Linked DNA regions of Triticum aestivum: region 2 is linked to region 1. A link is a contact called in public Hi-C data. All regions are on one chromosome and are shown on one strand. The core of a region is the stretch at or near the end of the contact, and the rest is flanking DNA. Distances in the headings are between cores, read along the strand shown. Region 1 holds the start of LOC123138265. Region 2 holds the start of LOC123138266.

Evidence for each region. Hi-C and Micro-C count contacts between places; a contact is called where the count stands out from the background.
Region 2: a contact with region 1 is called in a Hi-C map of leaf, with 5 times the contacts expected there. The contact joins the promoter of LOC123138266 here to the promoter of LOC123138265 in region 1. A contact is called at or near these places in 2 of 5 Hi-C or Micro-C datasets (both in leaf).

Annotation. Positions count from the first base shown.
Region 1 is chr6B:606,408,356-606,413,167 of IWGSC CS RefSeq v2.1, forward strand. LOC123138265 reads right to left here and starts at 1,821. Exons shown (of 7, transcript XR_006468937.1): 1 at 1,217-1,821; 2 at 1-65.
Region 2 is chr6B:606,840,869-606,845,679 of IWGSC CS RefSeq v2.1, forward strand. It overlaps LOC123138266, which reads left to right and starts at 1,672. Exons shown (of 3, transcript XM_044558208.1): 1 at 1,672-2,134; 2 at 2,226-2,395; 3 at 3,051-3,530. The coding sequence starts at 1,861. The coding sequence ends at 3,149.

The sequences.
Region 1 (4,812 bases), core at 571-3,070:
AGTAGACTGTAAGTGCTGATGGTATTTACCAACAATGATGCTGTTGTTGAGCTCATCACCAGTATCTGCAAAAGAAATGGCAAAGGTACATATGTTTTTGCACGGAAAGGTAAATTGATGACTAAAAAACCATAAGCAACATGCATCAGATAGTTGAAGGCAAGAAAAGGAAGGAATTCGATCGGCTCACATGAATACACCTTCGCTAAAACCAGCAAAAGAAAGACAATGAATGAATCCTAATGCTTACCGATCAGATGCATTACGCCAGCGAAGATATCAACAAAAAAAGAGATCTGCAGTTCATATTAATACAAAGAAAATATACTACAGGAAAACAGTGCTCCCGTAGGTGGCTTGCTGACCATGTACACAGGCTGTCTAAAGTCATATTTCACATGAGCTTCCCTATAAGTTTCATGCAGTACATAAGATACTGAGATCAGCTAACCACCAATGGGGGGATAGTTTTCTGCCTGAGGGTTGTGCTGTTGTGCATATCTCATAGGTGACTCACTTCCCCTGCTGGCTCTTCAGATTGTCATGCACTGGTTTGTTTGTTATCCCAGTTGGCCGCTGGTGCCACAAGAACTGTGTATCTAAGTCATAAGGTTATATAAATGAAAAGGAATTACTTTAGATAACTAAGTTAATATGTGTTTTTTATTAAAAAATTATGTACAGAAAGTCCAAATCAAATCCACATACAAGTTACTGATGATTAGAAGTAATACCGTTTAGCCGACTATGTACAGAAAGTCCAAATCAAATCCACATACAAGTCCAATGTAGTTTGTACTATTAATTAACACAACCAAGTTATGGGTTAAAAAAATGCAGTGTTAAATACTTTTGCATATCATCCATATAAAAAACAGAAAAATGCTAGCTCTAAAAACTGTTTAAATGGAACCAGCGTGTCAGAGCCCTGAGATAAACAGATCTCAAAAAAAAAACTCCATACGTTATCAGCTGTATGATCTAGCTAGGTGTGCAAATAGGTTTTAAAGAAACTCACAGGAACAATCTTGGAGAGCATGTGTAGAATTGTAGATAGTCAGTCAAATTAAAAACTAAGGCCGTAGCATGGAACAGTTAATCCGAAAGACCCGCAATTCCAATGCACAAACATTCAGATGCGTGTTCAGGAAGATGACAAAAAGCACGAACATGACATCTCCTAGCTAGCTAATGTACAATGATAGATCATACATACTTGGCTCCGGTGAAGAGGAAGGCAGCGGGGTATGACCGATCATACATACATGCTGGAAGCGAGTCAGGCAAACCGTCGAACGGCTGGGAGGTGGTCCTGACGGCCCTAGACTCAGGCCGGAGCAGGCGAAGGCTGAAGCATGGCCGGTCACCGCGGACGGCACGGCCTGCCCTGGACTCGGATGGGGATCGGGCAGGTGCCGATCTGATCTTGCGTTGAGTACTGGAGGCCGCATTCGGTCGTCCTGCAACCGCCGTCCGCGGCCGTGTCGACACAGGCCCAAGCGCAGCGGTACTTGGGCTTGCAGATCTCGCGATCGATGACGCGCTGCATCACCACCACCAGCACACAGAGGAGGGTAAAGCATGGCTGGCGGAGGAGTCCGAAGGGATCGCTGACGGCGAAGGTTCGGCGGCGCAGGATCGAGGGCGCTTGATGTGCGAGCGAGGGCGGCGGCGAAGGGATCTGGATGGGGATCGAGGGCACTCTGAACCCCTCGCTCGCTAGTCGTCGATTTTTTTGTAGGCTTTTTTTCGTAGGTTTTTTTCTCATGGTTTTTTCGTTCTAGCGCTCGCTCCCTCCCTAGCTCTGATCGCCTCGCTCCTTCCTAACGTGGGTTTTGGTGGGTTTTTTTATCGATGGGATGGTTACGTGCGGGGAGGTGGGAGGTGGGAGGTGGGAGTGAGGACGAAAAAAAACCGAACGAAAATGGTGGGACGAAAATAAAACGCGGAACGCGACCTACCAACTGAGACATTAGAAGTAGAGATGAGTGGATAGCCTACAACGGGAAGGTTGCAAGTTCGATTCCCCAGCAGCACTCTTTTTTGACCTTTCACCTTTCCAAAAGCAGGAAAAGCAAGAAGGAAAAAATAGAATGGGCCGGCCCAGTTTGGACTGCTGCAGGCGCCCGTTTGCAAATTGCACTGTAACAGGCGCCTGTAGCGCCAAATAGGAAATCCCCACTATACGAATGACCTGGGATCGAATCCCCTAGCAAAATAGACAGACGTGCATTATTTCTGGGCCGAGCCAACCTTAGCGCGATGGTATGTGCCCTTTTTTTTGGTTGGTTATCTATTTTTTGGGGTCTAGTTTTTTACTTTTAGATTTAATATTTCTACCAACTTCAATACAATATGGAACAAAATGTACATACATTAAATATGTTCTAGAGTTTTTAGAAAAAAACGGAATTTAAGAATGTTCATAAATTATTATTTTTTGAAAAGCTTTGAAAATTTTCACAAGCTTAGATCTATTCATGAACATTTTTTTTGCAAGTTTGCAAAATGTTCCAAAGCTAAATAAGGTTCATGAGTTCTGTAAATATTCGCTATTTTGCATAAAATTAACAATTAAGAACATCACTAAGAGTAGAATGTTTTGAGTAGATATAATAAAACTATGTGTGACATGGTGAGATCAAAGATGACATCACTCAATTTGTGAATATACTTTTTAATATGATGCTTTAGAGACTGTGATTTTTACACTGAAAAGCAGCGCCATCAAATCTGTTGAAATGACACCCTATAAGATATGGAATGGTATGAGTACTACTCTGTTAGTTATCCCAAATAGTTGGGTATTCCTTTATCACTACGACAAGGCAAAGTGTTTTGCCACAGAATGCAGGAAGTTTGGAAGAAAAAAATTTCTGCAAAATAGTGAGTAGGAGGACAATGCAACTCGATGGGATTACATAATCTTCATAATTAGGTCAAAGAAAAGAAAATCTAGAATTAGTTCTAGAATTTCATACCGTGATTGATATGGAAGTCTCTACATAAGGTGTAGTGATTTCGGTTGAACTTGCAGCTGAACTATATAGGTTGGGCAAATTCGTGTAGACCTGCATGGTGTGCAGACGAAATATTGTTGAACAAACAATGAACCTATCATTTAGAGAGAAGTGTTGATGGAACCTGGCTCCGGTATTAGCTATATGCCAAAATAATCCAGATAGTATCCATATACATATTTCAAGTTTAGAACTTGAGGAACCCTCTGTAAGATTTAGAGTCTAAAGTATAGTAATGGATATATAGACTGACAAAGATAAAAGTGTTTTATAAAGCTTGACTTGTTACAAATAGTTTATGACAAGATCAATGAGTTGATTATGACGAGATTGTCTCATCATAGCAATACTTAAAGTCAGTTCGGGTTAAACTAGCAATTACTAAATATTTATATTATGAGATACTACCTTCGTCCGGGATTAGAAGTCCCCAGAGCCACCGAGCCCCGTACAAAATTAATAGGCCGCTTGCAGAGCTCTGCTCCTTTTTATTGGTCCGTGCCTCTAATAGTAAATGCAAGCCAAGCATGCAGCGGTCGTTCCAGCTTTCAAGCTCCTGCATGCAGCTACAGTAAACAACGCAACCAATGCATGCACTCCTTTTTCTAAGGCAGCTGTGGGGCATGCGCTGCAATTACGCTTGGGAAGTTAGTAGCCAGAGAATAAATAGGAAACAAAGCCCTCTGGTTGGTTAGACTAGCAACAACTTTTGAGGAACCTCGAGCAGAGCACGTCTTGGTCTTGATGATTTGGGTTAGGGGACTTTTAAACCCGAACGGAGGTAGTACAATAGATGGATGTCAAAATTATTCCCATGAGATGGAGATAGAACCAAGGTTGTATATTCGATACGGTCCGAAGGTAATTTTGTCAATCCAGAGGATGCTAGTAAATGTGCAAACTTCAAGAGATCCTATAATGAATTGAAGCAAGCAAAGTGGAGTTGAAATCCTCCGATGAAATGGTCAAATAATTGATTTCATCGAGGAAAGCGAAGATGCTTGTATTTGCAAGAAAGTAAGCGGGAGCATGATAATATTTCTAAACACTATATGTGCATGACACATTGTTGATTGGAAATTATATAAATTTCTTGACACGAATTAAGGCTTCATTGAAACTAGTTTATCAGTAAAGTACTTAGGCAATATATAGTCCTGGTATTAGTCATAATGATCTATGGAGATAGTAGTGCCTAATCTGTCTTAGCCAAAATACATATTGACTATCTTAAAAAAATACATATTGATAGAATACTAAATCAATTTAGTATAAAATACGCAAGAAGAGTTTCTTGTCAAAGTCACATGGGAGGAGTTTTAAGCAAGAATCGGTGTCCTGAAAACTGATAAACGAAATACATGATTTCAATCATTCTTTCTTGTGTTAAATATGTTCCATGGTATGTAAAACAACCAGATATGCCTAGTACTCCAAGTAAGCTATGAGTAATAAAGTTACCAAAATGACCAAATTGTTAATCATATGACAATAGTGCAAATGTCATTAAGTACTAATGACATGTTTCTCACATACGGAGAAAATGAAGAGATTATTGTAAGGAGTGACATCAATACAGGCTCGTTGTAAGTAAGTACATCGATAAAATCTTCATCAATGCTCCAAGCGATTTTCAGTTTCAATTAAATGATTAATGGTGGCACAATAAGTTGGAATTGGTCCAAGAAAGTTACTGTTGTGAATTCTATAACAGAAGGCTGAGTATATTGTCGCTTTATAAGCAACAATGCTTTATACCCAACAATAGAGGATGATAATCAAAGGTTCATTT
Region 2 (4,811 bases), core at 422-2,921, 430 kb after region 1:
ACTTCACCCGCCGAAGCACGCATGTGAAAACCAGCGGCGCGCCGCGCAGGATTTACGGCCGGTTTCCGGCGCTCGTTGAATCCTCGACGAGGCGATGCGGACAGGACATGGCCTCGCCTCACCTCACACGGTCACATCGGCGTCGGAAATCTATTGGAGAGGCGACTTTCCCGTGCGCGCAACAGTCCATCACCGCCTCCCTCCTGTGCTCATACACATGGACAATGAATTCCTACGTACGCCACGCACCGCCACGCCCGAGTCCGATCGGCCTCAGTACAAACGGCGGACGCCATGGAGCCGAGGGCGCGCGCACCAGCGCGAGACGCCGACTCGGGCAGGGCATCGGAGCTAGGGAGCGAGTGGCGCACATGGCCTCATAAATTCAGTCCCGCGGGGCTACGCGACTCTGATCCCGACACCGTGCAGGTCGACGCGGACGCCTGACCCGCCGTGACAGCTTCCTCGCCGGCGCGGTGTTGACCGCGCCGGCGCGGACGTGAACACCAATTGCGCCACCACCACTAAGCAGACGAGATAAGCACACAGGAGCGGCTTAATTAATGGTTGCCCTAGCCATAAGGAAAACCCATGACGAGTTGACGAGTCCGATGGCTAGCCGCATCTGTGCAGATCACATTTCTTCTCTCCAGCAACCGGCATTTGTGTCCATTATAAAACGCGCCCATCACTATTTTCTTCTTTCTTCAAAGAGAAGTGATGCCTGCTGGGAACAATCCCGCATAAGATACTGCGTTGGACTGGCTTGTTTCCAGGGCGATGCTGGTTGGGAGCTGGGCAGGGGAATTGTCATCCGAATTTATAAGCCCATCCCTGGCATCACCAGGGGGCAGCACGGAGAGGAAGAATGATGACGAGCTTAACAAGCCATCATAGAATAGTGATACAAGGGCAGATCAGTCATGAGTTTTTTTTTTTGTTTTTTGCGGGGAGATCAGTCATGAGTTGTGTATGCATATTGAGCCACGATGTGTGGCATTTATCACGGGGCCTCTCCGTGGCATTCCATTCATGAATGGTTTAGTTTGGAAATGCAACTGCAAGGGGCTCATGCTTGAGAGTGGACTTCCGGTTGCACCATACATGTATAGTTTGCGCTCCCACTAACGTCATTCGGTGCGTGGTGCTTTTAATTCTTGCTGTTGCGGTGCACTTTAAAATTCTCGTGCAGGTGAATAGCAACAAAACTAGCACTGCCAGAGCACAACATTTTGCTTCAAGTTTAGTGCACGACGACCAACAAAAACTGCACGGATGAATGCCAAACAATTTTTAGCGGGGTGGATGTAGGCCCAGTGTCAAGATCAGCTCGGCCAAACCAGCAACTTTTGCTTGATCGAGTGCATAGAATTCAATTAATTCGGGGAGATAGATAGATAGTAGATGGAAGCAAAACTGGTTAATTCGGCCGATCTCCGTCATCCGTACACGACGGCCCACGAAAAGCAATCGTTTTGTAGATGCGGCCGGTCTCCGTCTCTCGCCGTTTGTTGCTACGCCGGCCGCAGACTGACGTCTCCGACGAGCGGTGCACCCAAAAATGCAGTACCTGACAGCGTCTGTTCACGTGGTGATCGCGAGGTCGAAAACGATCGAACCGGTCACCGGGACGGGATATGTACCACCACCACGGCACCACCTCGGCAACCGAGCCGTTGCTCTCTCTCCTCTTTATAAAATACTGGCGCACCACACGCTCGCCACTTGCTCGCGCTCTCCCTCGCCCACGTTTCCCCGGCCGGCACAGGCTAAGCCAAGCTATAGGACCAGCACCCAGCTCTGGTCACGGGGAGCGTGTGTGTGCCCGTGTGCGGCTGCGGCGGGCCGGAGTGAGCGGGGATGGGGAACTGCCAGGCGGCGGAGGTGGCGGCGGCGGTGGTGCAGCACCCGGGCGGGCGGGTGGAGCGGCTCTACTGGTCCACCCCCGCGGCGGAGGTGATGCGCGCCAACCCGGGCCACTACGTCGCGCTCGTCACGCTCCGGGTCGCCGAGGAGCGCCAGGACGCCGACGGCGGCGGCGCCCGCCGCACCGTGCGGCTCACCCGCGTCAAGCTCCTCAAGCCCAAGGAGACGCTCCTCCTCGGCCACGTCTACCGCCTCATCACCGCCAACGGTAGGCTTCGAGTCACCGATTCTCGTCCTCTGCCTCTTCTCCTCCATGCTGTGCCCACTGCTAACATGGCATGGAAAAATGGTGCGCGCAGAGGTGACCAAGGCGGTGCAGGCGAGGAAGGAGGAGAAGCTGAGGAAGGCGCGGCAGCAGCTGCAGCAGCTGGAGTCGTCGACGCGGCAGAGCAAGCTGCGGCCGGCGGCGGACGGTGACGACGTCGACGACGACGACGACGAGGCCAGCTTGGATGAGAGTCTCGATCAGGTGGTTACATGGACTTGAGCTCTATTCAATCCAACTACTTCTCTCTCTCTCTCTCTCTCTCTCTCTCTCTCTCTCTCTCCGCCGGAAAAAAATTATATGAGACCAGGTCTCATATAATTTCCCCCTCCGCCGATGCCCCCATGCACGTTCTCTGCATGATTGATGCGCCTTTAATTGCCTTCCCTCCAAGGGCTACTGGTTAGTTGTTCCTCGCGATTCTCATGTCTTCTTCCTCAGTTCGTCCACACGCAACACTCGGAAGATGAATTTTATTTGGGTAATCGCCATTAGAATTTGTGCAGCTGCAAAATCTGCCTAGTTTCAGCAGAAACCGTTAGCATTTAGCTCAATGGAGAGAATCGGTTTGGAGTACCTGACACTGACAATTCTCAGTCCCCAATTGACATGCATAAAACAAGATGTGGTCCTGTGGATCCAATTGATTGATGCCATGTACCGTCCAGAAGGGAAATTAGTGCTTAAAATAGAGGGATGCAGAATGATAAAAGAATCATGATGGTAAATAAAATAGTGAAGAGTCGCAACTAGTGTCAGGAGCAAAGAATCGTCTGCGAGATCCCTTTCTGCTTCTGTTCTGAACCGCGGCAACATGCAAATGTTCCATCTTCTGATTACTCTACACCTGTGACTGCAGTTGGCACGCCAGGACGGAGGAGATGGCCACCGGAGCTCCGGCGCCCGGCACCGGCAATGGCGGCCCTCGCTGCACAGCATCGACGAGGCCGCGAGCTGAGCCCGGCCATGCATAGCCCTCGGTGGATCTTCTGTATTTTCGGCGTCCACCGGGCCTCGACAGATTAATCTAGCTCGCATCACATGGGTTGCTGCCACATCTGTGTTGGATCGCTTCTGAAGCGGCTCCGTCGATCGGAGCGTGTCCGTGTACATTTTCAGGGTTTCTCGTCAGGATCTGTTAGTAAGAGTGAGGCTGCTTTTTTTTTTACTCCTCTTGATACATTTGCACCTGATTAAGATGCATGAAAGAAGTTCAGAACACGAGTAGCTAATACTACATCCATACAAGAGATGATGCCATTGCCATGTACCAATGCACATGCACCTGTGCATCGATCTCGTTCATGCTCATGGCCTCTCATGAGTGATGGCGTTTCTCTGTGTTGTTGTTGCAATTCTTGGCGCCGAGTTCTCAATCATAAGCACGGCGCCGGCTGTGGGCGCACCTGCAAGCTGCGGCTGCAGGTGGTGGGACGGAATCGTGCGGAGAGCCTTTTGGGCTGGAAGCTCGTTGGGCAGATTCGCGTCGGCGCTGCACATTAGTTTATGCTCCTGCAGAGAGTTTAAAAGTTTGACGCCCACGGTACCTAAGCTCTGTCTGTTTGGCACTTTGGCATTTGGCAATGGTGGTTGGTCACATGCTCTCTGTGGGCTGCCCCGAACAACACAGGAGCTGACATTTCCACCATAGATTAATGGCCAAGCTGTTAGTTAGTTACTCCTACATGTTGCTAACCGCAGCTCGCGGCGATTGAATACTGGCAGCATCAGCTACTGTGCTTACCACTAGTTAATGTGGCCGGCACCAAATGGATCCACCCAGCCTCCCATGGCGGGGTGAGTTCCTCCGTAAGTGGCAGCTTTTGGCCAGTCCTGGACGCATCAACCGTATGTGGCAGCTTGGCGGTGGCAGCCGCTTTATCCATCAAAAGGCCAATTATGCAGGGTGATCATATGCTTTGGAGATCGCCTGCAGGCTGCGCCCGAGCCCGCGGTCGGAAATGAAATCTTCGCTTTAAGCTGGGATTTGGATTGTGTTTCTGCGCAAAAGTTACATGTACTACGTGCTTTCCTTGTTCATCAGAACCCTGAACGAAGCTCGCTAGAAGGACGACGACGATGAGTTTAGCTCGTGTCATGTGCCGTGGAGAAGTGCCACCGGCGGACTTAGCCTGGCATATCGGGCAAGCTATGTCATGCTTGACAGCGGACAACGGAGTACGTACTTGCTGAAGTACAAATCGAGACGGTTGGAGCACGTACGGAGCTATGTACAGCAACCAACGGCTAGCATTGCCATATCTCCCGTGTCCATCTTTCCGTTTCCTCAAACACACGGCACACTCAAGCGCGTGCCTCAGATTCACGGAGTACGCACGAATTTCCGCGTCTGGCCGACTTGAAGATTTGCCACTCCACGAAAACTCAAACGTGTGCTCGGTTCGGGTAGCGATCTGTGGCACGTAGGCACGACAGCACGTGGATTTCCCGCCATTCGATTGCTTCTCCGAAAATTAGTTTGAACTTTGCAGCAGGGACGGTGAGGGGCGGCTAGAGGCTCCCTGCCTGCGTGCTGACGGCGGCATTCGTCTTCACAACAAGGCTTCGTACGGTTCCAGTCAGCTGCGAGATCAGGGTGACGGTGGCGTCTGTGACATCA